Regions from separate parts of the Sus scrofa genome. Here all the other regions are linked to region 1. The links are chromatin contacts, called in public Hi-C, HiChIP or PLAC-seq and promoter capture Hi-C maps. All regions are on one chromosome and are shown on one strand. The core of a region is the stretch at or near the end of the contact, and the rest is flanking DNA. Distances in the headings are between cores, read along the strand shown. Region 1 holds the start of ZFYVE27 (protrudin). Region 2 holds the start of EXOSC1 (exosome complex component CSL4). Region 3 holds the start of HOGA1 (4-hydroxy-2-oxoglutarate aldolase 1). Region 4 holds the start of UBTD1 (ubiquitin domain-containing protein 1).

Evidence for each region. Promoter capture Hi-C pulls out the DNA fragments that hold promoters and counts their contacts. A called contact is a pair of places that touch in the nucleus more often than the background predicts. HiChIP or PLAC-seq counts read pairs in DNA pulled down with a chosen protein or histone mark.
Region 2: a promoter capture Hi-C map of liver shows a contact between it and region 1, with 2.8 times the contacts expected there. The contact joins the promoter of EXOSC1 here to the promoter of ZFYVE27 in region 1. A contact is called at or near these places in 1 of 5 promoter capture datasets (liver) and 1 of 2 datasets of contacts at active chromatin or transcription factors (alveolar macrophages).
Region 3: an H3K27ac HiChIP or PLAC-seq map of alveolar macrophages shows a contact between it and region 1. The contact joins the promoter of HOGA1 here to the promoter of ZFYVE27 in region 1. A contact is called at or near these places in 1 of 5 promoter capture datasets (liver), 13 of 47 Hi-C or Micro-C datasets (alveolar macrophages, embryonic fibroblasts, epiblast stem cells and 6 more) and 2 of 2 datasets of contacts at active chromatin or transcription factors (alveolar macrophages and skeletal muscle).
Region 4: a Hi-C map of embryonic fibroblasts shows a contact between it and region 1, with 2.1 times the contacts expected there. The contact joins the promoter of UBTD1 here to the promoter of ZFYVE27 in region 1. A contact is called at or near these places in 1 of 47 Hi-C or Micro-C datasets (embryonic fibroblasts) and 1 of 2 datasets of contacts at active chromatin or transcription factors (alveolar macrophages).

Annotation. Positions count from the first base shown.
Region 1 is chr14:109,085,768-109,092,504 of Sscrofa11.1, forward strand. ZFYVE27 (protrudin) reads left to right here and starts at 2,992. Exons shown (of 13, transcript XM_005657447.3): 1 at 2,992-3,208; 2 at 4,804-5,001. The coding sequence starts at 4,805.
Region 2 is chr14:108,838,218-108,845,183 of Sscrofa11.1, forward strand. EXOSC1 (exosome complex component CSL4) reads right to left here and starts at 4,610. Exons shown (of 8, transcript XM_001928803.6): 1 at 4,513-4,610; 2 at 4,274-4,389; 3 at 3,187-3,261; 4 at 1,227-1,315; 5 at 52-85. The coding sequence starts at 4,600. ZDHHC16 (probable palmitoyltransferase ZDHHC16) reads left to right here and starts at 4,733. Exons shown (of 10, transcript XM_001928815.5): 1 at 4,733-4,929.
Region 3 is chr14:108,955,629-108,961,897 of Sscrofa11.1, forward strand. It overlaps HOGA1 (4-hydroxy-2-oxoglutarate aldolase 1), which reads left to right and starts at 3,184. Exons shown (of 7, transcript NM_001190169.1): 1 at 3,184-3,754. The coding sequence starts at 3,544.
Region 4 is chr14:108,882,299-108,888,618 of Sscrofa11.1, forward strand. It overlaps UBTD1 (ubiquitin domain-containing protein 1), which reads left to right and starts at 3,236. Exons shown (of 3, transcript XM_021074394.1): 1 at 3,236-3,884. It overlaps MMS19 (MMS19 nucleotide excision repair protein homolog), which reads right to left and starts at 4,289. Exons shown (of 31, transcript XM_013990467.2): 1 at 4,131-4,289. The coding sequence starts at 4,242.

The sequences.
Region 1 (6,737 bases), core at 1,742-4,241:
GCTAGCCTCCAGGATGGCCTCCAGGATGGCCCCAATTATTCTCACCTTCTGCTAGTTATGCTCTTGAACAATGACTTTTTTTTTTTTTAGGGCCACATGTGAGGCAGATGGAAGTTCCAAGGCTAGGGGTCCTATTGGAGCTGCAGTTGCTGGGCCAGCTCCACAGCCACAGCAAAGCCAGATCTGAGCCACATTTGTGACCTACACCACAGCTCACGGATCCTTAACCCACTAAGTGAGGCCAGGGATTGAACCCTCATCCTCATGGATACTAGTCGGATTTGTTACTCCTGAGCCATGACAGGAATTCCTCTCTTGAACATTGAATAGTTCTGACCTGTAAAACCAACAGGATCTTGTGAAAGTGACAGTGTGTAGCTTCTGAGGATACGTCATAGATTTTGTGATTTCCTGCCTTGCTCCCTCTTGGCTCTCTTCCTCTGGAGAAGATAGCCGCCATATCATGAAGACACTCAAGATGCCTCAGGTGGTATCAGGAGGGTCCCAGGTAAAGAGAAACTGAGACGAGGAGTTCCTGTTGTGGTTTAGTGGAAACGAATCTGACTAGGAACCATGAGGAGGCAGGTTTGATCCCTGGCCTCGCTCAGTGAGTTAAGGATCTGGCGTGGCCGTGAGCTGTGGTGTAGATTGCAGATGTGGCTTGGATCTGCTGTGGCTGTGGCTGTGGTGTAGGCCAGCAGCTACAGCTCTGATTTAACCCCTAGCCTTAGAACTTCCATATGCTGTGAGTGAGGCCCTTAAAAAAAAAAAAAAAAAAAAAAAGGAACTGAAACTTCCTGCCAGCCTGTCAGTTAAGAACGGCAGCATCAACTTGTCTGCTTCATGAGGAAGCAAATCCTCCAGTCCCATCAAGCCTTCAGATGACAGCATGGCTAGCATCTGACTAACCTTATGAAAACCCATGAGCCCAAACCACCCACCAAGCAGCCTGTGATTTCCTGATTTAAACCACTCAAAAGCCAAATAATATATATTTACTATTGTGTTAAGCCACTAAGTTTTGAAATAATTTGTCACACAGCAAGACATAACTAATGCATCTAGAAGCATGGGAAGATCTGGTATGTGCAGAAATGGTGGCATAAGAGACCACAGCCTGAAACCCCAAGTTTAGACAGGCTTCTGAAACCCAAGGTCTGTGTAAGAGTGGGCCAGGGCGCCACCTGGTGGAAGAAGCTGTGCCTAGACATTCACTCCTCTTTCTGTTCCTATTTCTCCCGCTTGCTCTACCTAATATTTCGCCAAAGACCACAGTGAAGTTCAATTATGTGGGCCACATCCACCCTTGATTATAGATGCAAAGACTACCCTCTGTAAAATGTCAAATTAAGATATTTATTATATCTTCTATTTCCATTTTATTTTCTCCCTTGGTCTCTCCCACCTATCTGCTATCCAGGGGAAACATCAGTGGTGCCAGAATTTGAGGCAAAAGTGAGGACTCAGTTGCTAGAGAAGGGAAAGAAGGAACCAAGGGAACTTTATAAAAATGCAGAGTCAGGCCTCAGAAATCAGTGGCCAGTTCTCAAGGCTCTAGCTCCTAGGGAAATCTTTTGTTCATTGATGTTGGCCATGACTGTTGTCCCTTTCTGGTCTTTAGAGACTTCTTGTATCCTCCAAAGTACTGCTCAAATAATGTCTAGGAGTTCTGGAATGATATCCCTCAATTCTATAGCTGCCAGGAGAGAGAACCAATAAATTTACTAGGCACAGTTAGCCTGAGATCGGTGGTCCAGGCAGACCCAAGGAGGGGGGGATTGCAAAGAAACGGAAACTTACCTTTAGAGTAAATGGTGGAATGGTGGAATTTCAGGTGAAGATACCGAAGGAAAAAAAATCTCCTTTCTTGACTTCTCCTAGCCTCTTCCGAAAGGAGAGGCAAGCTTGGCCCAGGCACAAAGCCAGGCTCATTCCTCTAAGAAACAGGGCAATTTCTGAATATGGCTTAGTGGTGTGCAGGGAATTTGGGTCTGCCTACATTCTGGCTGTGTGGAGGGGGAAGTGATTACTTTGGCTGGGACAATCAGGGAAGGAGTGCAAACATCGGACTCCTGCTTAGATGAATGGGTTGGATCTGGAAGAAGGGCATTCCTCCCTGAGCTCACAGCACAAGTGATGTAAAGAGACCAGAATGAAAGGGGTATGTGAAAGTAACAATAGAGGGATTCGGTTGGCCAAAGAAGCTCCTGAGAGGGAAGAGCAGGGGATAAATGCAGACTAAGGTGGTGATGGTATAGCTGGGGGAGCCAGACACGTCAGGTTAAAATCCCAGCTCCCATCTGCATACTAGATGAGTGACACTGAAGTTCCTTGATACATCTCAGATTCCTCATCTGTGAGATGGTGATAACCCTAACAGGGCTGTTGGAGGAGCACTAGAAAAGATAATGCCTATAGAGATCTTAGTAGAGTGCTTGGCGCCTGTTATGCCCTATGTACATAAACGCTAGTGTCATCATTAATGCAAAGGTATAGGATACATGCTTTAAGGGCGATTAACCCGGCAACACAGTAAGAAGTAGGTTGAATTGGGAAAGGCTTGCCCAGGCCCTTGCTCACGGTACTACTCAGGAAACACTGAACGGAATGGCATTCTCTGCTAGGCGTCAGGCATGCAGGATATGATTTCTGCCTTTTGTAAGCTCAGGGTCCCTAGGGGGTGAGGTTAAGTGCCAAAGTTGGTGATGGGGAGGACGCAGACGTACATTCTCAGATTAGCTTCTCTCTAACTGTTCCCTGCAAGAATCAGAGCGAGGCGGGAGCTGCGCGGGGCAAGATCCCCAAGCGAGCTCTCCCAGGGCTCCGCAAGACTGCGACCCGCAGTCGGGCGGGACTAGAGTTGAAGCGCTCAGGACCTGGTACGAGGAAAAGCAAGCACGCAGGCGCAGGCGCAGTGTGGATGCGAACACTCACCTGTCCTGGGGTGGGCGGAGCTAAACCCGCGAGCGGGGGCCGGAGGCGGGGCAGGCGCGATGACGTCAAGAGCACGCCACCGCAGAGCAGCGTGTCCCGGAAGCGGCGGCGGCGGGGGAGGCGGAGGAAGTTCACGGTCTTGAGACTTCAAAGCGGCCTGGGGAAGAGGCGCCTTGTCGGGGTGGGGCGAGCCTGAGGAAACGGCCCAGGGTCCGGTCGCCCTATCAGTGCCTCCTCGCCGTCCCCGCCCCTCCCCCACCAACCCAGCGACGGGGTAGGTGAGGTGCCACCCTCTCCCCACCCTGTTGTGTTCGCCGACTGTGCGGAGTTGGGCGCCAGAACTCGGTGGGGGCCGCCACCGGCTGGCCCAGCGACCTTGGGTGTGGCCTTCCCAGGTTTGGGCCTAGGGGCCCCGTCAGGTTTCCTGGGCTGTAGAGGTGGTGGTTAGGCCCCTGACAAAGCAGACGTGCTTCACCCCTTCCTGGGTTCTTACCTGACGTCTGTTCTGGGTCCTTTCATCCTAGCTCCACCTGCGGAGTTTTCGGGTTCCTGGTGGCCCCTTTGTTACCTTGTCCTTCATTTCCCCCCGCCCCCCTTCGCCTCGCTCCCCGCTCTCTTTCCCTTCGCAGCCCCTCGCATGGCTTTTGTTGCTGTGCTCTGAGAATTTGTCTCCTTTACTGCTTAGTCTTTGGGTAGGACTTTGAAATTTAGGAAAGAGGGCGAGAGTTCTTGTAGCTCTCCTCATCAGAGGAGCGAAGGGAATGAAGTGTTATGGAAGGCAATGACTGCCCTCTTGGGCTAAATGGGGGGGGGGGCAAGGAAGGGTGATGGGCAGAAGTGGCTCAGGAGGTAGTTGGGAACAGAAAGTGGAGGATGCAGTGGGGCTGGAGAAAGCTCTGGAGTCCTGGAGGATGGGCAGTTAATCCACTCATTCAGTGAGCATTTATTCCATGCCCGTTCTATGCAGACACAGTAGTGAATGGAAGACATGGTCTTTGACCTGGTGGAGCTCAAAGTTAAGAGGGGCAGACTGGCAAGAAAGCAGGGAGTTTTGCTTTGGCGTGATAAATGCTTTAGGGAGGGTCTCCCTGTCCAAACCAGGGGTGGTGGCAAAACTTCTCAGAACAAGGGAGTGATGTTTAAATTGATACCTGAAGGATGAGTAGGAAGTAACCAGATAAAGAGAAAAATATTTCAGGACATCATTTTTCTTGAGACCTCAGGCTACCTCCCCCAGCAACCATGTGTGCTTGGTCTTATGGTTTATACTCTGTGGGGAAACGAACATTAAATGGAGAGGCAGAAGAGCAGGATTTTGTACAGTTGACCTTTGAATAACAGAGATTAGGAGCACTGACTCTGTGAAGTCAAAAATCAGAGTACAGGAGTTTCCTGGTAGTCCAGTGGTTAGGATTTGGTGCCTTCACTTCTGTGGCTCAGGTTCAGTCCCTGGTATGGGAACTGAGATCCCACATAAAGCTGCTGCATGCCACAACCAAAACAAAAAAAACAGAGTATAACTTAACGATAGGCCCTCCGTCTATGCGGTTCCTCTGTATTTGCAATCCCACATCCTTGGATTCAACCAACTGCAGATCATGTAGAACTGTGGTGATTCCTATTGGAAAAAAATCTACATTTAAGTGGACCTGTGCAGTTGAAACTCATGTTGTTCAAGGGTCAGCTCTCTCTGGGTAAATCACTTCAGCTTGCTGAATGTCAGTGTCTTCCTCTGTGAAACAGACTTTCCACCTGTAGCCCTGCCTACCTCAGAGGTTTATCATGGCACCACTACTTGAAATAATGCAAGTAGAAGTGTGTTGGCCATTGGAAGTGCAATGCAAACATCAGAAATTGTTATGCTTACAGGATGCAGACCTCAGAGCGTGAGGTGTATGGGCTGGAGGTGAGCCCCAGCGTGAATCCTGAGGCTTCGCTGGAGTCTCCTCCTGCTCCTACCAAGTCCCCAGCATTTGATCTTTTCAACTTGGTCGTGTCCTATAAGAGGCTGGAGATCTACTTGGAACCCTTGAAAGATGCTGGTGATGGTGTCCGGTATTTGCTCAGGTACAGATTTTACTTAGAGTTGTTCTGACCTGCTGGGCCCTCTGCCTACCAGCTCTGCGGTTGCACTGGCTAGTTAGGCAGCAGCTGGGCTGTCCATTCTACCCTAGTGAGGAGCAGCTCTGGGAGATACACTGGGCCTCTGGGCTTATTCCAGGCATCCTGTATCTCATGCCCAGCCCAGGAGAGGCAGGTGCTGGGAACTATCTGGCCTTTCACCATGGTTTCTTCTTTGTGGCTGAATAAACTCATACTTTAGAACTGCTAGCTAGCCTTGATCATTGGACCTTCCATGTCTAGAGCAGGCTCCCCCCCCCCAACCCTGCCAGCTTAAGCATAATTAATATTAGATTTAGGGAACAAGCTTGAACATAAGATAAGGAAATACAAATACCTATGAATAAGCAGGTACCATTTTCACTAATCCTTTAGGATTATGGATCTCAAAATTTTTTGTTCCCATTCTGCTTTGATTTTCATCCTTGATAATTTTCTTTTTTCTCTTTTCAGCTCACTTTATTTCTTATGTTAAAATATTTAAAATTACAGATGTATGCCATTCTGCTCCCTAAATACTTCGGTTTGTCTCTAAATAATATGGACTTAAAAAAAAAAGAAAGTAACATCATACCTAACAAAATTAACAATACTTCCTTGATATCATTCTGTATCCAGTTCATATTCAGATTTCCTCACTTGTCCCAAGAAGGTCATTTATGATTGTTTTGGCCAAATCAGGCTCCAGTCCAGCACTGTACATTCTGTGTGGTTATTTTGTCCTTTAGGTCTTTCACAATCTCAGATGGTCTCTTTCATGACACTGACTTGCTGGAGACTCAGCTGAGTATCCTGGAGAGTTTCGTGCCTAGATTTGCCTGATTGCTGCTTCTTCCTGGTGCAGACTGGAAGTTAAGTTTAAAGGTTGGGCTAGATTCAAGGAAAACAAAAAATGTGTTTTTCTTTTACAGAGGTCATACGTTCCTAATATTGCATTGTAGTGAGAGTAACATGAAACCTGGTTGTCCTGATTCTTTTTTTTTTTTTTTCCACCTTGGCCACACCTGTGGTATGCGGAAGCTCCCAGGCCAGGGATCAAGCCCGCAACCATAGCATTGACAATGCTGGATCCTTAACCTGCTGAGCTGCCAGGGAACTCCAAAACTTGATTGTCCTAAAGACCAGACATTCTTTTTTAAATTTTTTTTTTTTAAAGTTTTATGGCCACATCTATGGCATATGGAAGCCTCCAGGCCTGTGGTTGAATCCAAGCCACAGCTGTGACCTATGCTGCACCTGTGGCAACACCAGATCCTTTAACCCACAGTGCCAGGCCGGGGATCGAACTGGCACTGCAGAGATGCTGCCATCAGGTTGCGCCACAGCAGGAACTCCTGGAAGGTTTATTTTTTTTATTTTTTATTTTTTTGTCTTTTCTAGGGCCGCTCCCTCGGCATACAGAGGTTTCCATGCTAGGGGTCCAATCGGAGCTGTAGCCGCCAGCCTACGCCAGAGCCACAGCAACGCTGGATCCGAGCTGCGTCTTCGGCCTACACCACAGCTCATGGCAACGCCGGATCTTTAACCCACTGAGCAAGGCCAGGGATCGAACCTGCATCCTCATGGTTCCTAGTCAGATTCGTTAACCACTGTGCCAAGACAGGAACTCCAGGTTTATTTTTATTTATTTATTTTTTGTCTTTTTTGTGTCTTTTTAGGGCCACACCCATAGCAGATGGAGG
Region 2 (6,966 bases), core at 3,360-5,859, 250 kb before region 1:
AACTGAAATTCTTAATGCCTGGGGGGGTGGGGGGAAGAATCAACCAACAACCTTGTCTTTTTCAGTAGCTCGGACATCTTCTTTCCTATTAAAAAAAAAATTAAAAGAAAGATTAATTACTTGCAAGAAAGAATTATCCTGCAACTTCTAGCTATAAGAGCAGAGAGACCAAATCTAACTGGGACCCAGCTGCCACCCAGAGGAGGAGATCGAGGTATCCTCAGTCCTCACCCGGAGAAAACCACATTTCCCATTCTTGGACCATATAGTGCAGCTACAGCAAAGCGAATCAACTTTGGCAGAAAGGGCTAAGGAACTTTGTTGCCTTAGGAGAGCTTGAACCAAAGCACCACAAAACCACACAGAACCCAAGGGTGGAAAGAGCCTTGGATGTTAAATTATCTAGCTCCCAGGAACTGTTAGTCCCGTCTCAAAGAACTCATAGGAAAACAAAATATAGCATTGCATTCATTAACCTTTTTATTGTCTTATAATCCTTGGGTTTAATCTATATTAAATTGAAGAAAAAAAGGTACTTCCTAAAATTTTTTCTACTTTGATAGGAATCATCCCCACAAGGCTAATCCCCAGCTTAGCTCTATTCATTTTATATTTTTAACTAATTTATTTTTCGCCAAGCCCTTGGCCTGTGGAAGTTCCTGGGGTCAGGGATCAAACCCAAGCTGTAGCAGTGACAACTTGGGATCCTTAACCTGCTGTGCTACAGCAAAACTCCTCTTTTTTATGTTTCTATTTTTTGTTTTTCTTTCTTTTTAGAGCCACACCTATGGCATATGGAAATTCGTAGGTTGGGGGTTGAATTGGAGCTGCAGCTGCCAGCCTACACCACAGCCACAGCAACACCAGATCTGAGGCGAATCTGCGACCTATACCACAGCTCATGGTAATGCTGGATCCTTAACCCACTGAGCAAGGCCAGGGATCAAACCTGCATCCTCATGGATATTAGTCAGGTTCATTACCCTTGAGCCACAACGGGAACTCCTCTTTTTGTTTTATTTAAATACTATCTCGTTAATATTTCCTTTTTGTCCTAACACATACAACATTTTCTCTGGATACTACTTGGGGAGAACCAATGCACAGAGACGAGAGAAGTAGGCATGAATAAGGATTCTAATTGTTCTTAAAAATTCCGGTCTCCCATTCTATCTTAATCTCATTCCAAGTACTGCAGCTAATATGAAGACAAAAATACTTCTTACCGGATAGTTCCTCGAAAAGAGTTCTTAAGTGGTGTGGACCCCACATACAGAATGTGTACTTTGGCAAAGCGTGAATTGATGCTAGAGACCTGGAATAGAGAAAATTGCAGCATTAGGCATTCCAGTATTAGTAGCTGCCAGCTCAAGGAGGCATGATAAACTAGGAATTACCAGGATTTTAGTCCAAGGCAACTCTACTAAGTGTAGAATTTTTTGTTTTGTTTTGTTTTTTGCCTTTTTAGGGCCACAGTGGCAGCATATGGAGGGTCCCAGGCTAGGGGTCCAATCTGATCTGAAGCTGCAGGCCTACACTATAGCCACAGCAATGTCAGATCTGAGCCGTGTCTGCAACCTACATCACAGCTCATGGCAATGCCGGATCTTTAACCCCCTGAGTGAGGCCAGGGATGGAACCCGCAACCTCATGGTTCCTAGTTGGATGTTTCTGCACCACCATGATGGGAACTCCTAAGTACAGAAGTTAAGACAAATTAACTGCTATTTATTTATCCCTGGATAAGTGATTACAAAAAATGAAACAAGAGCCACTCTACACCTAACAGTTACTGTGGGAATCAAATGAAATAATACGGTACAGATTTAGAAAAACATACAAGTCTACACAAGGAAATATAGCAAATCTAGCTAGACTTTTAACAAACTTACTAAGAGCCCTGTAGTGTGAACAGAATTTAAGTCTCCGTTTCAGTTGCTGCATTCTATTTAGATCACTGCCTCTGCAGTTTTCAACATGACAGATTTTGAAAATAGATTTCTGTTAGAGTGATTTATAGAGAGAAACAAAGAGCTATGAGTTAATTTAACTGGCAGAGAGTGGGGATGGGTAGGGAATACTGATGTATTATAGCTACTGATAAGTGCAGCATTAATTTGTACTTTCCCTCAAAGACTTTATAAAATCTTTTGTTTCTCTGCCGAAAAAGTTTTGCTTCAGATGCTCAAATATAGGCCTCCTCCATCATTAAAAAGTCTACAAATAACAAATGTTGGAGGGTGTGTGGAGAAAAGGTAACCCTCCTATACTGTTGGTGGGAAAGTAAGTTGGTGCAACCACTATGGAAAACAGAATGGAGGTTCCTCAAAAAACTAAAAAAAGAATTGCCACACAATCCAGCAATCCCACTCCTGGGCATATACCTGGGAAAACTACAATTTGCAAAGATACATGGACCCCAATGTTTATTACGCCGTTATTTACAATAGCCAAGACATGGAATCAACCTAAATGTCCACTGACAGATAACTAGATAAAGAAGATGTGATACATATATACAATGGAATACTACTCAGCCACAAAAAAGAATGAAATAATCCATTTACAGCAATGTGGATGGATCTTGATGATCGTACTAAATAAGTCAAAAACAGAAAGACAAATACATGATATTACTTATTTACGATATCTAAAATATGACACAAATGAACTTATTTATGAAACAGAAACAGACTCACAGACATAAAGAACAGATCTGTGGTTGCCAAGGGTGAGGGGGCACTGAGGGAGAGAGGGATTGGGAGTTTGGGATTAGCAGATGCCAACTATAATATACAGAAGGAATAAACAAGAAGGTCCTACTGTACAGCACAGGAAACTATATTTAATATTTTGTGCTAAATCATAATAGAAAAGAACATGAAAAAAAAAAAAGCTTCCTTATCACCCTTTGGTGCCTCTGTTTCCCAGTCAAAAGTAAATCTACATACTCAGGGAACCAGCTCTGTAAAAGAACCATGCAAGCTTGAACTGGACCGCATTGATCATTATCCTAGAAATCTCTAGACTAGCACAAGCCGGGAAAACCTTCTGTGATGACAGATTTTAATTTATTTAAACGGCCACATATGGCTACTGGTTACCATACTGGACAGTGCTATTTTACAATGATCATGATTTCAGCATTGGATGGTACCTTAAGCAGGGAGTTTAGGATGAACTTACCTTACAGGTCACAATAGCTCCCACATCTGGCAATAATTGGGAATCCGTTTCTCTCATCACAGATATGACAGGAAGCTACAGCGAGAACAATAAAACATGAGTATCCTGCCTAAGCCTTCAGTAAAGGTATTTGTGGCTTGACAGTAATATGCATATGCCTCGGGCCACAGTTGACACAAGGACAGGAGGACTAGATTCTTTTGTAGCCCAGAGCAGAAAGCCTTAGAAATTTTAGGACAGGGAGGGAGTGGGATGGACTGGTAGCTGGGGGTTAGTAGATGCAAACTATTACATTTAGAATGGATAAGCAATGAGGTCCTGCTGTATAGCACAGGGAACTATACACAATCACTTGTGATAGAACATGATAGAAGAAAATATGAGAAAAAAAATGTATATGTATGTATGACTAGGTCACTGCAGCACAGCAAAAATTGACGAATACTGACAGTTGACTATACTTTAATAAAAAAAGACTTAAAAAAAGAAATTTTAGAACATAGGAGAGCCAAGGGGCCACAGAATGCTGCTCGAAGGCATAATCCAATCATTTCAGATGAGTTCCTGCAGAATGAGTTAATTCCAGAGATCAGACCCACCCAAGCCACAGCAGCATCCTAAGCCACTGAACCACAAGAGAACTTCCAAAATTCTTTTTATTAGTGGTGTTTAGGAGGGCTTATATGAGAAAGTGGTACCAGTGGGGCTATCTGAAAGTTAGGTAGGAATTAAATAGGCTAAGGGAGGAGTTTTCTTGTGGGTGAGTGGATTAAGGATCTCACTTTGTCACTGCAGTGGCTGGGGTCACTGCTGTGGCGGGGATTCCATCCCTGGCCCAGGAATCTCCACATGCCCCAGGTGCGGCCCCGTCAAAATAAACAAACACAGGATAAGGAAGAGAGTAGCGCGTTCCAGACAGACGGCGTGTGTACAAAGACTCTGTGGCTCACTGGGGACTCTGAGACCAACTCCTTCTACTGAACGAGGATCCCGAATCGCGCCCGCAGGGCCCTTGCCTAAGGATCGTGACATCAAAAGCAGCATGAGAAAGGCAGAAACCGAGGAGAGAGGAAACCAGCCCCTTTACCGCGCCGTTCTCGCTGCTCTTCGTCAGGCAGCCAGCAAGCGACGAAAAGATGTAGCCGTGCCGGGTGTAGGTGCCGCTGCCGGGGCTCCCCTCCTCCAAATTACACAGACGTTCGCCTGCGCAAAAAAAAAAAACCCAAAAAACCGCTGCATCAGCCACAGGACCGCAGAAGCTGTTGGTCGTCCGGCCTTCCTGCCTTTGCCTCTGCCCAGGATTCCCTCTGGGAACCGCCGACTTACCGGGGATGCAATACCTCACAGGTGGTGCCATGACTGCCTCTGTCCGAAGTCCGAAGGAAAATGAGGTCGACTGCTCATTGGCCAACATCAGGTGTGCACTCCCGCAGTAAGAAACGCGCCAATTGGTGACTTCTGTCACGTGCTCGCCAGACTCACTCTTGAGGGGAGGGGTAAACTCCATTTCCCAGGTTGCCCCGGGACGGGCTTGGGGGCGGAGTTCCGGAACTCCTGCGCTTGCGCTTGCGCCTGTGGAAGAGAATGGGCAGGCGGCGGGTCCGGGTCTGCAGGCTGGAGCTGTGGGCTGCTGGACATGGTTGGTTGGGTTGAGCCGGGCCGGGCTGTGGCGCGGAGCTGGAGGGGGTAGCAGTGAGCTGCAGCGGAGGCTGCAGGATTCGATTTGACTGATTGGGGAGGCAGGTAAGAGCGAAGCCACGGCCTTTGCTGCTCAGTCCTGTCCCTTTTGCTAGGGTCGGGCCCTATTCCGGCCTTGTGAGCCCGAGTTCCTGCTCTGTACGGCCTTGCCTTCAAACCGGGCGGAGCGCACCTTCCGACAGTCTTACGGTGCAGAGTTGAAGGAGGTCAGCCAACCCAACTCACCCATTTCACAGATTTGGAAGCTCAGCTCCAGAGATAGGATTTGACTTGTGCAGTGTCTCTAAGATAGTTCAAGGTAGAGACCAAATCGGTATCCAAGTTATTTTACTTCCAGTCCATCACCCTTTGACCAGGCCAGCCTTTATGTGAAGTAAAACCTTTTCCTGGTTTTTGTAACTGCAGCTTGCATCTTGCGGTCGGATCTTGTCAAGTGGAGCGTGTTAGTCTGGCAGGGAAGTCTGCGCATGAATAAAAGCTGCTCTCTCTGATGATTGACGTCCAGTACTTGAGACTGCAAATACCCTGAGAACGGCATCTTTGTCCATATGAGATTTGTCGACATTTTTCTCGGTTTCCTTTGCCTTCTGGTGGCTTTCGAATCCCTTCTCACCCCACATGTCCCGCATATCCGGTTTCCCTTTGGAAGAGAGATGGTGACTTAGAGCCTTTGAGTGTAGTGGCTTTCCATCTCCTCTGATCTGTGGCAGATGTCAGATGTCTCTTCTGATGGCCTGTGGCTACTACTCAGGGATCAGAATGCTCAGAGCTAGGGCTGGGGATCAGTAGTGGGTGGCTCTATTTCCTGTCCTGTTCACTCCCGCCCCCCTGACCCCCAGCACACAGTTTTGTTTTTTTGAGTTCTGCTTTACCTCAGTTTCATGAGATGAAAACTTCATATGTTAAGTTATAGCCCCATGGACTAAGTATTCTCTTCCCTGGCGTACACCCTCCCCTGCGTGCCCTGTGCACAAATCCCTAAAATAAGGGGCAGGGGCTTGGCCTCAGTCTTCCTTTACAATAATCTGATCTGTAGCTTTGCATCTACAAGCTTTCAGTTTACATGTTTGGTTTCTTTCTTTCTTTCTTTCTCTTTCTTTCTTTTTCTTTTTAGGGCCAAATCTGCAGCATATCGAAGTTCCCAGGCTAGGGGTCTAATTTGGAGCTGCAGCTGCTAGCCTATGCCACAGCCACAGCAACGCCAGATCTGAGCTGTGTGTGACCTAAACTACAGCTTGTGGTAATGCATATCCTTAAACCACTGAGTGGAGCCAGGGATAGAACCTGTAACCTCTTGAATACTTGTTGGGTTCATTACCACTGAGCCGCAATGGGAACTATTGTTTGGCTTGATTTCTGGTTGGACTAGCTTTCTAAAATGACTTCTGGGCGTTCCCGTCATGGTGCAGTGGTTAAGGAATCCAATTAGGAACCATAAGGTTGCCGGTTCGATCCCTGGCCTTGCTCAGTGGGTTAAGGATCCGACATTGCCGTGAGCTGTGGTGTAAGTCACAGATGCGGCTCGGATTCCACGTTGTTGTGGCTGTGTTGTAGGCCTGCAGCTACAACTCTGATTCGACCCCTAGCCTGGGAACCTCCATATGCCGCGGGAGCGGCCCTAGAAAAGGCAAAAAAAAAAAAAAAAAAAAAAGATAAAATGACTTCTGGCTCCTAAGTGCTGTGATTCTAATAATGGTTTTCATTTCTCTTTTTATTGATCATGAAGAATGTAGCAATGGACGCCTATTTAGTGTTATCACATTGGCAGGGGTGTCCTTGCTGTTATTTGTAAGCCAGATAGACATCTGACCAGCCTTTCCACTTCAGCATCCCTCCAGGTCACTCATTCAGCAAGTATTTATTGAGTACTTCCATGACCCAGGTATTGTGCTAAGCACTTTATAAACATTTCATTTATACCTTATCAAGTGTATATAAGTATATATATAGGATCATAAAGGGGTAGAGCTGTAAGGGACCTTAGTATTTAATCCTGTCCCCTCATTGAATGGGAACACAAGAAAGTCGAGTCCCAACGGGGTTTGGTGACCTGGCCAAGGTCACAGAACTATTTAAGGGCAG
Region 3 (6,269 bases), core at 1,934-4,433, 130 kb before region 1:
CCTTAACCCACTGAGTAAGGCCAGGGATTGAACCGGCAACCTCATGGTTCCTAATCTGATTCGTTAACCACTGAGCCACGAGGGCAACTCCCTATCATAATTATTTTAAAAGGGCAGAAGAGGGAGCAGTGGCTCATATCTGGGTGGGAGGGAAATCATAGAAGACTTCCCAGAGGAGGTGGCATGTAATGCCTCAGCGTTAGATCATTGGATAGAGTTTCCTGCCCCTTGGGCTCAGGCTGTGGCCCTAGGACTTGGGGGAAGGATTAGGCTGGAGTGAAGACATTCCCATCCCAGAGGACCACAGGCCAACATGTCCTGCTTCCTTCCTACCCAGCTGCTGAGCACCCCACTGCACGTGGCGGTCCGGACGGGGCACGTGGAGATCGTGGAACATTTTCTGTCCCTGGGCCTGGACATCAATGCCAAAGACAGAGTGAGTGTCTGGGTTCCCTCACTCCCAGCCCCACCATAGGGGTGTAGGCAGCCTGAGGGCTCCCACATGCCCATGTGGGCCATGCTGAGTGTCACACTGGTTCTAGGAAGGGGACAGCGCCCTGCACGACGCCGTGAGACTCAACCGCTACAAAATCATCAAACTGCTGCTCCTACACGGGGCTGACATGATGACCAAGAACCTGGTAAGTTCATTCCTTCCCTGATTCAGTTAACAGTGTGCACCGCTCTCCTACGCCCCAGCCTGGCACTCAGAGGACATACAGACTTGGCGTGGAGGGCTCTCTCCGTGGAGGGCTTCTCTGGCCCCCAGGGGGGTTAGGGGGTCCACCCAGCTTCTGGAGCAATTCTCTCAAGTGCTCCAGAAAATCTAAGCGCAGAAAAAAGGCCAGAAGGGGCAGTAAGAGGACTTCCCAAAGGTCCCCAAATAGACCGTAGGGGGATCTAATGGCCAGGCTCAAATTTGTGGGGGGACGGAGCTGGAAGGAAGCTAAGCACTTGGTCAGCAGATGGTTCCCAGCCCTGAGTGTTGACTCCTGTGGTCCTTGGGGGTCCCCTAGGATCCTATGTACCCCCGTCCAAGCTTTTGGGGCCCCAAGTAATCACAAAAGGGAGGAGAATTGGGTAAGGAGGAACCCTGACTCAAAAGAGGCTGAGGGAGCAATCTAAGGGTAGGGGATTAAGACATACAAACTGTTATGTATAAAATAAGCTATAAGGATATATTGTACAACACAGGGAATATAACCAATATTTTATAATAACTGTTAAGTGGAGCGTAACCTTTAAAATTTTCGAGTCTCTGTATTGTATACCTGTAACAGATAAAATTCTACATCAATTATACCTCGATTTAAAAAAAAAAAGAACTGAAGTTCCTGTTGTAGTTCAGTGGAAATGAATCTGACTAGCATCCATGAGGACATAGGTTCAATCCCTGGCCTCGATCAGTGGGTTGAGGATCTGGCATTGCTGTGAGTTGTGGGCCATAACAAAGCTGCTGAGGTGCTGTGGCTGTGGTGGAGGCTGGCAGCTACAGCTCCAATTCCACGCCTAGCTTGGGAACCTTCATATGCTGTGGGTGTGGCCCTAAAAAGACAAAAAAAAAAATTAAAAATAAAAAATAAATTTAAAAAAACATTAAAAAAAAAAGAAGTAGCTATATGAAAGGGAAAAAAAGAAAGGCTGAGGGGATCATGAGAAAGTCAGGAAGATAGAAGGTGTAAACGAGGACTTCTCGGCATTATTCATATTTTTGACTGGATAATTTTTTTGTTATGGCCCACCTGTGGCATATGGAAGTTCCCAGGTCAGGGGTCGAATCAGAGCTGCAGCTGAGGCCTGAGACACAGCCATGGCAACACCGGATCTGAGCTGCATCTGCAACCTACACCATAGCTTATGGCAACACCATATCATTAATCCACTGATCAAGGCCAGGGATCGAATCTGCATCCTCATGGATGCTAGTTGGGCTCTTAATTTGCTGTTCCACAATGGGAACTTCTGGACTGGATAATTCTTTGTTGTGGGGGACTGTCCTGTGCAATACAGGATGTCTGAGCAGCATCCCTGGCCTCTAGTCAAAATGCCAGTAAGAGTTCCCATCGTGGCACAATGGGAACGAATCTGGCTAGTATCCATGAAGCCGCAGATTCGATCCCTGCCCTCGCATTGCTGTGAGCTGTGGTGTAGATTGAAGATAGAGCCCGGATCTGGTGTTACTGTGGCTGTGGCGTAGGCCGGCAGCTACAGCTCCGATTGAACCTCTAGCCTGGGAACCTCCATATGCCGCAGGTGTGGCCCTAATAGACAAAAAAAAAAAAAAAAAAAAAAAAAAAAAAAAAGCCAGTACTCCCCACCCCACCCCACCCTGCCCAGTTATAATACTGAGAATGTCTCCAGACATTGCCAGTTGCTCGCAGTTGGGAACCCCTGGTATGGATGAGGGCACTTCCTGATATGGACTTCTGAACAGTGACCAGATCTCCTCCTGGTTCCTGTAGGCAGGAAAGACCCCCACGGACCTGGTGCAGTTGTGGCAAGCTGACACCCGGCACGCTCTGGAGCACCCCGAGCCGGAGTCGGAGCAGAACGGGCTGGAGGGGTCTGGGAGTGGGCGGGCAACCCCTCAGCCTGTGCCAGCACAGTAAATGCCTGTTGCAGCCCAGGCTGGCACCTGACCTGTCCCCTGCATACAGCTGGAGGGTCACAAGAATGGCCCTCAGGCTGAGGACTGCTTGGCTCCTCTGTGTTCACCCCAGGAACACCCACAAGCTACCGCAATAAAAAAGTCATTTTTCTATGTGTGATGTTCATTTCTATTTGTGCCTGAAATACTTAGGAAGGAAGGAAGGAAGACTGGGAGCAAGGCTGGGCTCATGCAAGAGGGGAACTTGGAGCCCGTTGGCCTCACTGAGCCAGTCGGGCTGCTTTTCCTACTGACGCCTCTAATTGCCTCTTCCCTGCCCCCCCTCTTCCCAAGTCCCAGTGTGGATCAGCTTTGCAACATACTCGTCCAGGGACCCTCTCCTGGTGACAGCTGTCCTGTGGGGTTGTATGTGGCCAGCACAGGCTCGTCACGTGGCAGTCCTGCCCGGAGAAGCTTGGCAGGGGGAGTAGGGCAGTCCAGGGGCGGCTGATCACAGGCAGCTTCTCACCCGGCCTGCCACGCCTCCCACAGGGCCTGCACTCAGCCAATCAGCTCCGCCAAGCTCCGATCTGCAAGGCGGAAGCCAGCCTGGTTCCTGGCTTTGGGGCTGGAAATTATGGGATGAGGGCCTGGGGCCCCACTGGAGGCACCATTTAGTGTCAGGACCCCAGGAACCAGTCCTCCGTCTGGCCAGAGAGACGCTGGATTGTGGCATTTCTCCAGCTGCTCCCCAGGGGGAGGGAGGACCTCTTTGAGGCCTATAGGCCTAGCTTCTGACCCTGGCAACACCAGGCCCCAGCCTGCCTGAAGACCAACAAGTCAGAGGGCAGCAAATTTTTAACTAGGCCCATTGATCATTAACCAGAGTAGGAAGGAGTCCGAAGTCAGCATCTCTTGGGGACAGAAACCAGCTGGGCCTGGAGCCTCCTGCAGAGATGCTGGGCCCCAAAGTCTGGTCCTCTGTGAGGCGGGGGCTGAGCAGGGCTTTGTCCAGGACCATGGGGAGCTGGGCCTCAGGGGAGGGGAGGAAGATGGACATCTCAGGCATCTACCCCCCCGTGACCACCCCCTTCACTGCCACAGCCGAGGTGGACTATGGGAAACTGGAGGAGAATCTGCACAAACTGGGCACCTTTCCCTTCCGAGGTAAGTGGGGTCCGCCCCCTGTGGAAGTTGGGGAGATGTGAGTGACCCTGGTGTCCTGAGCCAGAGACCAGAGGAGGGTACTCAGGCTCTGTCAAGCTGCTCTGGGACAGTAGGCTACTCTGCGGGTCATTTTCTGATGAGAGAGGAACAGGTCCCTGCTCTGGAGTCAGGAGACAGGCGGGAAGCTAACTGCTGGCCTGTGATCTTGGCTGGAATCTCACCTGCCTCAGTTTTCCCAACTGTAACCTGCTATGTTTGTTAAAAAAAAAAAAAAAAAAAAAAAAGTTCTTCATCCAGCATTATTGTGGGGATCAAACTAGGTAACGGGTGGGAAAGCTTTTGTCAACCAGACACTCTACGCAGATGTGATGGCAGCCTGGGTGTCACATGTGGCAGCCCAGCCAGCAGGCTCATCTCCCTCAAAGACTTGTGTGCATAGTCTCTTCTAGACAAAGCCTCCCTTGGCCAAACTAATTCCTGTTCTGGATCCTCTGGCTCATTTTCCCCATTACACATGGATTCCCCCCAACCTGAGGTCAGGGACCAGATCATATTTGTGATGCTCAGTGTAAAACACAGCCATGGGTGCAATAAATGAAAATAAAAAGTGGCAAAGTTTGCCCATCCTGCCCTGCCCACTCTAATCCGTCTCTCCTGGCAGTGCTCCGAGGCAGTGCTCCCAATAGCCCCATTTCACAGATGGGCATCTGGCGCTCAGCGTGATGCTGTTATTTGCACAAGGTCACTCAGCTAGTAAATGACTGAGCTGGGATTTGGACTTGGGTTGACTGCACAGCCATGCTCAGTTTCACTCCACTGCACTGACTGCTGAGTCCCTAGATGGGATCATTCCAAGCCATAGACCCTGGTTGGCACCAGCATGGGAATGGAGTGGTTCTGACTGAGGTGGTGCCATGGAGCTGAACATACACCCTTGATTCAAAACACAGCTCTGGAGTTCCCGTGATGGCACAGTGGTAACAAACCTAACTAGTATCCATGAGGACTCGGGTTTGATCCCTGGCCTCACTCAGTGGGTTAAGAATCCTGCGTTGCTGTGAGCTGTGGTGTAGGTGGCAGATGTGGCTCAGATTCGACCCCTAGCCTGGGAACTACAATATGCCACAGGTGTGGCCTTAAAAGGACAAAAAATAAAACCCCAACCAACAAACCAAAAACCCCACAGCTCTGCCATGATATAGCTGGGAGCTAATCTCTCTAAACTTGAGTCTCCCCATCTGACTCGTGGGAGAAAAAATGGCCATCACAGGAGGGTTGGGAAAAAGATCTGAGAGAATGCAAGGGAAGACATGCTTGTAAATTGTGAAGATTGCCATACATTAGAAGGTGTGGATTCCAGCAATTCCCATTGTGGCTCAGCTGGTTAAGAACCTGACACAGTGTCTGTAAGGATAAGGGTTCGATCCCTGGCCTGAGACTCCTCTTGTGTCTCAGTTCTGGAGTGATGTGACCCTTCCCCAGGGGATAGCGAATGCTCTGTGGACAGCTACACAGAGCAGTGACACAAACTCTAAGTACGTTTCTGCTGGGGCTTATCTCACTGGAGCCGGAAGGATAGAGATCTGGTACTCTAGAAGCAAAGCGAGAAGCTCCTTGAATCTCTAAGAGAAGAGAAGACTCAGCTTCACCTCCCAGGTTCAAGGACGCCCCAGATTCAAGGGTAGGGGGTGTGGGGAGGTGGGCTTTGCATCAGTGTCTGCCTGCACCCCAGGCTCTTTTCTGGACCCTTCCTTCTCCTCGCCACACTCCTGAGGCAGGGTCGAGGGGGCAGAGGTGGCTGGGAGCACAGTCTGCTGTGGCTTTGGCAGGGCGGCCACTGGTCCACCTGACATTCAAGCTGCCCTGGCACATCTCTCTCTTACCCACACACACAGGGGAGCAGGAGGCTGTGTAGGAGAGCCTAGCTTGCTGACTTAATAAGACCTGGGTAAGGGAGTTCCTGTCATGGTGCAGTGGAAACGAATCCAACTAGGAACCATGAGGTCAAGGGTTCCATCCTTTGCCTCGCTCAGTGGGTTAAGGACTCGGCGTTGCCTTGAGTTGTGTTGTAGGTTGCAGAGCGGCTCGGATCTGGTGTAGCTGTGGCTGTGGTATAGGCTGGCAGCTACAGCTCTGGTTCGACTCCTAGCCTGGGGACCTCCATATGCCACGGGTGCAGCCCTAAAAAGGACAAAAAGACAAAAAAAAAAAAAAAAAAAAAAAAGACCTGGGTAAGAATCCTGGTTCTGCCCCTTACGGCGACCTTGGAAAATTCACAGAAGCCTTCTAATCTGGTTTCCTCTTTTTCAAATGGGAACCGAGCCACAGCATTCAACACAGTCCTCCCAGGAAGCTCAAACCTGGGGCCCCAGCACAGGAGCCATAGGGTCCTGCCACTGCTCCCAGGATGAAGCCAGAGAGCCTGGGAAGGGAGCAGTGAGCCACTTTAGCTCTAAAATCTGTCTCCTGGAGTTCCCGTCGTGGCGCAGTGGTTAACGAATCCGACTAGGAACCA
Region 4 (6,320 bases), core at 1,986-4,485, 200 kb before region 1:
TCTTGAGAATCTGGAGTAGCAGCTGAGGGGGTAGGGAGAAGGAGAAGGATGTGAAGAAGCAGGAGGGAAGAATCCCAATCAGGATTCAGTTCCAATCAGGCTCTCAAAATGTCCTTTCGGCTGAGGATGCCACGGACATTTCTCAGAACTATATTTCACTGTTCTGTAACAGTTTTCTTGTTTCAAGAATAATGGTCTCCTTCTAGGATCACAAATGTGGGAAATAAACTAATAAAGACTGAAATGAAGGCAAATCCAAATAACTAAGGGAAAGAAAATTGATATCCATCACCTGTAAATTCAATGTGCTCAGAATCATCTCCCTTCCGAATTTTGGACAAAGCACTTCTTTTTTGCTCATCCTCAGGCTCAAAAGCTTGAGTTCATCTTAGAATGTTCCCACTCCTCCAAGCTCTATAGCTAGTTGGGCCTCAAATTCCAGATAGTCTTCTTTCGACATCTTTTATTCCATTCACTTACATGGTTTGTTGTTATTGTTTTATTTTTATAGCCGCACCTGTGGCACATGGAAGTTCCCAGGCTAGGGCTTGAATGGGACTGTAGCTGCGGGCCTACACCACAGCCATGGCAACCCCAGATCCAAGCCCCGTCTGTGACCTGTATGCCAGCTTGTGGCAACACTAGATCCTTAACCCACTGAGTGAGGCCAGGAATGGAACAGCATCCTCACGGATACTATGTGGGAACTCCCACCTTCATGGTTTTTTTTTTTTTTTTTTTGCTTTGCTTTTTAGGGCTGCACCCTCAGCTTATGGAGGTTCCCAGGCTAGGGGTCCAATCGGAGGTACAGCTGCTGGCCTACGCCACAGCCATAGTAACGCCAGATCCGAGCTGCGTCTGCCACCTACACCACAGCTCACGGCAAGGCTGGATCCTTAACCCACTGAGTAAGGCCAGGGATCGAACCCATAACCTCATGGTTCCTAGTTGGATTTATTTCTGCTGCACCACAGTGGGAACTCCTACATGGTTTTTTATTGCATACCTACTTATGCTAGTTTCCAGGAGACTCTGGTGGTAGAAACAGAACAGTAGGATGTGGAGATGTATACAGAAGTAGCTACCAAGCAAGTCTGCTAATAAGTATATGTGTGATTGAGAAATAAGTCCACAAAGATTCTGATGTCTGGCTGAAGCAATCAGGAGACACTTGGGGGCAGGCAGTGAACACTCAAGCTCCCCCTTTAATTCCAGGCCTAACTTCAATTAGATGGAACTAGTGGAGGGATCTGGGAAGGAAAGCACTCAGGGGAACAGCAAATCAAGGTGGCTGCCTAAAACTAAAGGCCCAGGAGAGGACTGGCAGCCACTGAATGCCTGGCTGAGAAACCTTTAACCCTTAGCCTGCCAGGTCATTTCTCTCCTATCATTTGCACCTTTACATCTGATCCCTACTTTCTTTTATTATATTATTATTATTATTATTATTATATGTTTTTCTTTTTCTGATACCTACTTTCATCAGGAACCTAGGTGCAACGCAAAGTTGGTAGTAGCTGCCTTTGTGATCACAGGGTGTTCCTTCTGCATTTACAATTTGTAGAAGAGGCCGCTGCTGTGAGTGGCTGAACAGAAATCTGGCCCCTTCAGCACTAATAAAGCTTGACTTAGGCTGGAGGATAGGAAAGCACATCTTACACTAGGGATGCTTCAAAACTCTGTCAACTTCAACAACTCTAAGGCTGTCATCTAACACTGTACACTAGTTTAATCCTTCTCAAATTCACCTTCACCATATGACTTCCTTGCTCAAGTATCTACACTGACTCCAACCACCTACAGTAAGTCATTCAAATCCTCAGAATCTAAGGTTATGCATAATCCAATCCCACCAAACCTTTTCAACCTTATCTGTTATTACCAACCTCCTTTCTTAGTCAGGAGGGCTAAATTGCAAAAGGGCTAGTGTTACAGTCTTGGCAGAGTTGAGTTAAATTTAAACTAGACAATAGTCTAGGCCATTTTTTTTCAGGCATAAAAATGTAAATTTTACAAAGTATTTATAAGAACTTGGCAGTCCTTATTCATGCTTTCTTCTCAAAAGTGTTCTGAATTTGAAAAACCCTAAATTACTGTGTTCATAATGTATAAATGTGAAAGAAGAGTTACGAATGACACCTTTTATAGTAATGTTCTTTGTCTTGGTGGGAGGAGGTATACGAATTTTTCAAAATCAGTGAACTATGCTTAAGATTTGTACACTTTGTCTTACAAGTTTTATACCTTAGTCAACAATACGCATACAAAAGCAGTTAGAGGGACGCATACTGATATCTGCAATTTAAATGGATAGCTACATGATAATGCTAATTATGTTAAATGCTAATGGTAGAATCTAGGTGGTGAGTGTATGTGTGTTCCTTATGAAATTATTTAAACTTTGCTGTATGAAATTTTTCATAATACAACACTGGGGAAAATGACATTGATAATACACTGCCATTGTTAATTGGAAGCACTGAAAACACACTATACTGCATAAAGCTGTAAGAGGTTAAGCTTAGCGGAATGGCTATATCAGGCATTTGCTCCTTGCTGGTTCCACGTCATATTGTACATACCTCTTACGGCCCTTTTCGTAGCGTAGCATACTACCTGTCCAAATGATTGTTTCTCCCACCACACTATAAGTTCCTGGCAGGCAGAGATCTCATCTAATTGATATTTATGTTCCTACTGCTTAGCACTGCGTTTGAAGAATAATGTGTTCAATAATGGTGCTAAGACTGAAAGTAGAATATTGCCATAATGTATAATACTTTTTTGTGTGTGTGTCTTTCTGCCATTTCTTGGGCTGCTCCAGCGGCATATGGAGGTTCCCAGGCTAGGGGTCTAATCGGAACTGTAGCCACCGGCCTACGCCAGAGCCACAGCAACGCAGGATCCGAGCGTGTCTGTGACCTACACCATAGCTCACGGCAACGCAGGATCCTTAACCCACTGAGCAAGGCCAGGGATCCAACCCGCAACCTCATAGTTCCTAGTCGGATTCGTTAACCACTGCGTAAGGACGGGAACTCCTTTTTTTTTTTTTTTTTGGCTAAGCAGGCAGCACGTGGAAGTTCCCCCGCCAGGGATCGAACCAGTGCCACACTCAAGCCATGGCAGCGACAACACCAGATCCTTAACCTCCTGAGCCACCAGGAACTCCCAAAGTATTATACTTCTGACAGGTTCACTTTATTCATTTCCCACATATTTTAAAAGCAAGTGTGTTCACTTTTCAAGAGAAATGTATCCTTTACTTCTCCCCAAACACGCGCAATTTCCAAAAATAAAGACAAAACTTATCTGTACTGACAAGATTATTTTGTATTCTATTACATAGACACAAGGTCCGAAGGCCTCCTAACATTCAATAACTTTTTAGATTTTTCTTTTTCTAAAAGAGTGAAGTCTCAGAATTTCAAGGAAATCTGTCATTTGCTCCGCTCAAATTTTAGATAAGCTGTCAGAACTAAGAGATCCCTAAACTGGTGAAAAGCAGGAAATTGGAGTTCTGGGAAAAATATAAAAACACACACCACATAAAAAAGGCACGAAGCAAATTAATCAAGAACTTGAACAAGAATGGGGGGAAGAGATACGCAGAACATCTCAAACTCCCCCTAGGCTGGTTTCTCTCCTCCTCTCTCCAATTAATTACAGCCAGTCAGAGATTGGGTCGCGCGGCCACTCCCAACATGCCACGCGACTGGAGCTGATGCTGCCGAAGATGCTTCTCGTCACATCAACTTCCTCGAAACAACGTGCTTTCGCGGAGTGAGCACCTGATTCTGAACTGGAGGACCTGCGTCCAAGTCCCAACTCCCCCAGGAAGCCTCTGGCCCTCTCTGGGCCTCAGTTTCCACACCTGCGAAATGGTAATGATTTTCCTAACCCAGGCCGGTGCACAGGGTGGCTATAAACCAAAACGAGGGTCATAAGGGCGCTTTAAGGAAGACTGCAAGCGACTCGCAATTTGTTATGGTTCTTAAGCACGCGGTGCTCACAACCAGCCCGGGACCAATCTCTCAAAGTCACCGCTCCCTTCCCGCCCGGCGCCCGTGCTGAGGCCGCTCCCTCCTGGAGGCCCCCAAGCGGAAGCCGCGCGGCGCCGTCTGCCGTACCTGCAGCCACTTGGTCTGCGGGGCCCTCCTGCTGACCCATGACGAAGTCTTGCACGAGGCCCCACAGGGCGCCCGTAGGCGCGACCGCCTCCAGAGCGGTGGCGGCGGCCATGACGCGAACTGGAGACGGTGGGAGGGGAAATGGGCGGTGGCACGGGATGGGCCTCTCAGCGCACGCGCCTCCTGAGCCAATCGCCTGGCGAAGGCTGAGGGGGCGGGGCGCTCCCTGGATCACGTGCCTGCCGGCTCCAGGCCAGGCAGTTCCAGGGTGGGATGGGACGGCCCCTCCCCAAGGGGCGGGGCCCGGAGTCGGGGCGGTGGCTCAGGGAGCGAAGGCGGCTGCTGGGCACGCAGCCGGGGGCCATTGAGGGCGAATAATTCCCGGCCCAGCTTCCCGGGAGACCCGCGGCGGGGCGGGCACCTGTCTGGGTGGGGCCGAGGGGCGGTACGCACCCTGGGGGGAACCAATGAGAAAACCAGGCCCGGCCCGAGGGGGCGGTGCCGTCGGTCACATGCGCACCTGGGGCGGGCGGCGGCGGCGGCGCGGGCACCGCGAGCCGGCGGCAGGGAGCAGGGCTGGGCTGGGGCGGGGTTAGGCAGGTGAGTGACAGGCTCCGGGGGGCCGGCCCCAGCTGGGAGCCCCGAGCGAGCCGGGAGTAACAGCGGCGGTGCCCGCCCCCTCTCTCCGCCCCTTCAGCGGAGCTGGTCTCCAGCCGGGCACCGTCGCGGGCCCCCCTGGCCCGGCCACCTGGGACTGTGTTGGGGAGTCGGCCACCTCCCTCTTTCTCCTTGCCCGCAAAGTTTGTGGCGAAGCCGGCGCTGGGGTAGAGCGCGCCGCAGGGGGGAGATCGGGAAGCGCCCGATGCCGGGCGGTCGGAGCCGTTGACCTGGGACGCCGCCGTCCGGGGCAGGACCGCGGAGCAGCGGACCATCCCGTCGCCTTCGGTGCATGGGGCCCGGCTGAAGAGCCAGCATGGGCAACTGTGTGGGGAGACAGCGCCGGGAGAGGCCGACCGCCCCGGGACACCCCCGCAAGCGAGCAGGTAACGACCGGGAAGGGAGCAGGGCCACCGGCGCCCAGCCAGTTGTCCGCCTTCTTGCGCGAGAACTGGGCTTCCTGAGCTACCTCCCACGGCTCCTGGCGCCTAGGTTTCCCTGATGGCTGCTTCCGAGGCAGACGGGGGTCCCCTTCCCCGGCCCCAGTGGCCGGGGGAGCCGACTTGTGGCAACTGCGAGCGCTGACCCGGCTGCGAGCCCAACTCGCTCCAACTGGGAAGCTCCGGGTGGGGGTGGGGGCGGGAGCAGGAAATGTTTGCAGACCGCAGCGGGGCCGGCGGAGGGGAGGAGGGCCCCAGGCCGGGGCGCCGCTGGCCTGGCAGCGGGGCCGGGGTCGGACGCCCGCCCGTCGGGGCACGGCGCGGGTGGCCAGTCGTCCCAGAACTCGAAGCGAGCGAGATGAGAACAGGCGCTCCTTCCAAAGACTGTGTCATTATCGGGCTGCAGATCGTGCCTGCCGGAATCCGACTTGCAAAAGCAGCGCAGGACTCTGGGAAAGAAATCTTTATTTTTCCCGCAGGGCTTTTTAGAGCCTCCTGGCCGTCTGGGAGTCTAGAAAAGGTGGGGTGCGGGGTGGGAATCGCTGTCGGGTTGTTGGGATCCTTCCCAGCCTTAGGAATGGGATCTGCTCTCTGGTGATCCTCGAGGGCCGGCAGCGCTTTCTCACTTTCTGGATACACCCCTATCCTGGCGCTTCGCCTGGGTAAGAGGTCTGGCGGTCGTTTCCCCGGGTCTTGTACTCACTTCACTTCCTTCTCTGAGGGTGTTGCAAGGAACTTCTGAGAATGATAAAATCGTAGACTTTAGAGCTGAAAGAGACCTTCGAAACTTGTCTAGAGTCCAGATAGACCTACCTTCTCTTGTCTGTTAAAAGCCCAGATCCAGAGAGGTTGAGCAACTTGTCGATAGCTGCACAGCTAATTCGTAGTACAGCTGGGATTAGAAGGCCATCTTCTATTCCACTCAATTGCCACATAGCCCTTTAAGAGGAGCCATAAGCAGAGTTATTAATGAAGTAGAAACTCTAGTTGAAGTTTCCTGTCTCCTTTGACACTGAAGGTGTGTGTTGCTTGAGTTTCGCAAACTGGGAAGGAAGATGAGGGGAAACGTGGGGGAAGCAGGGAAGGATGTCTG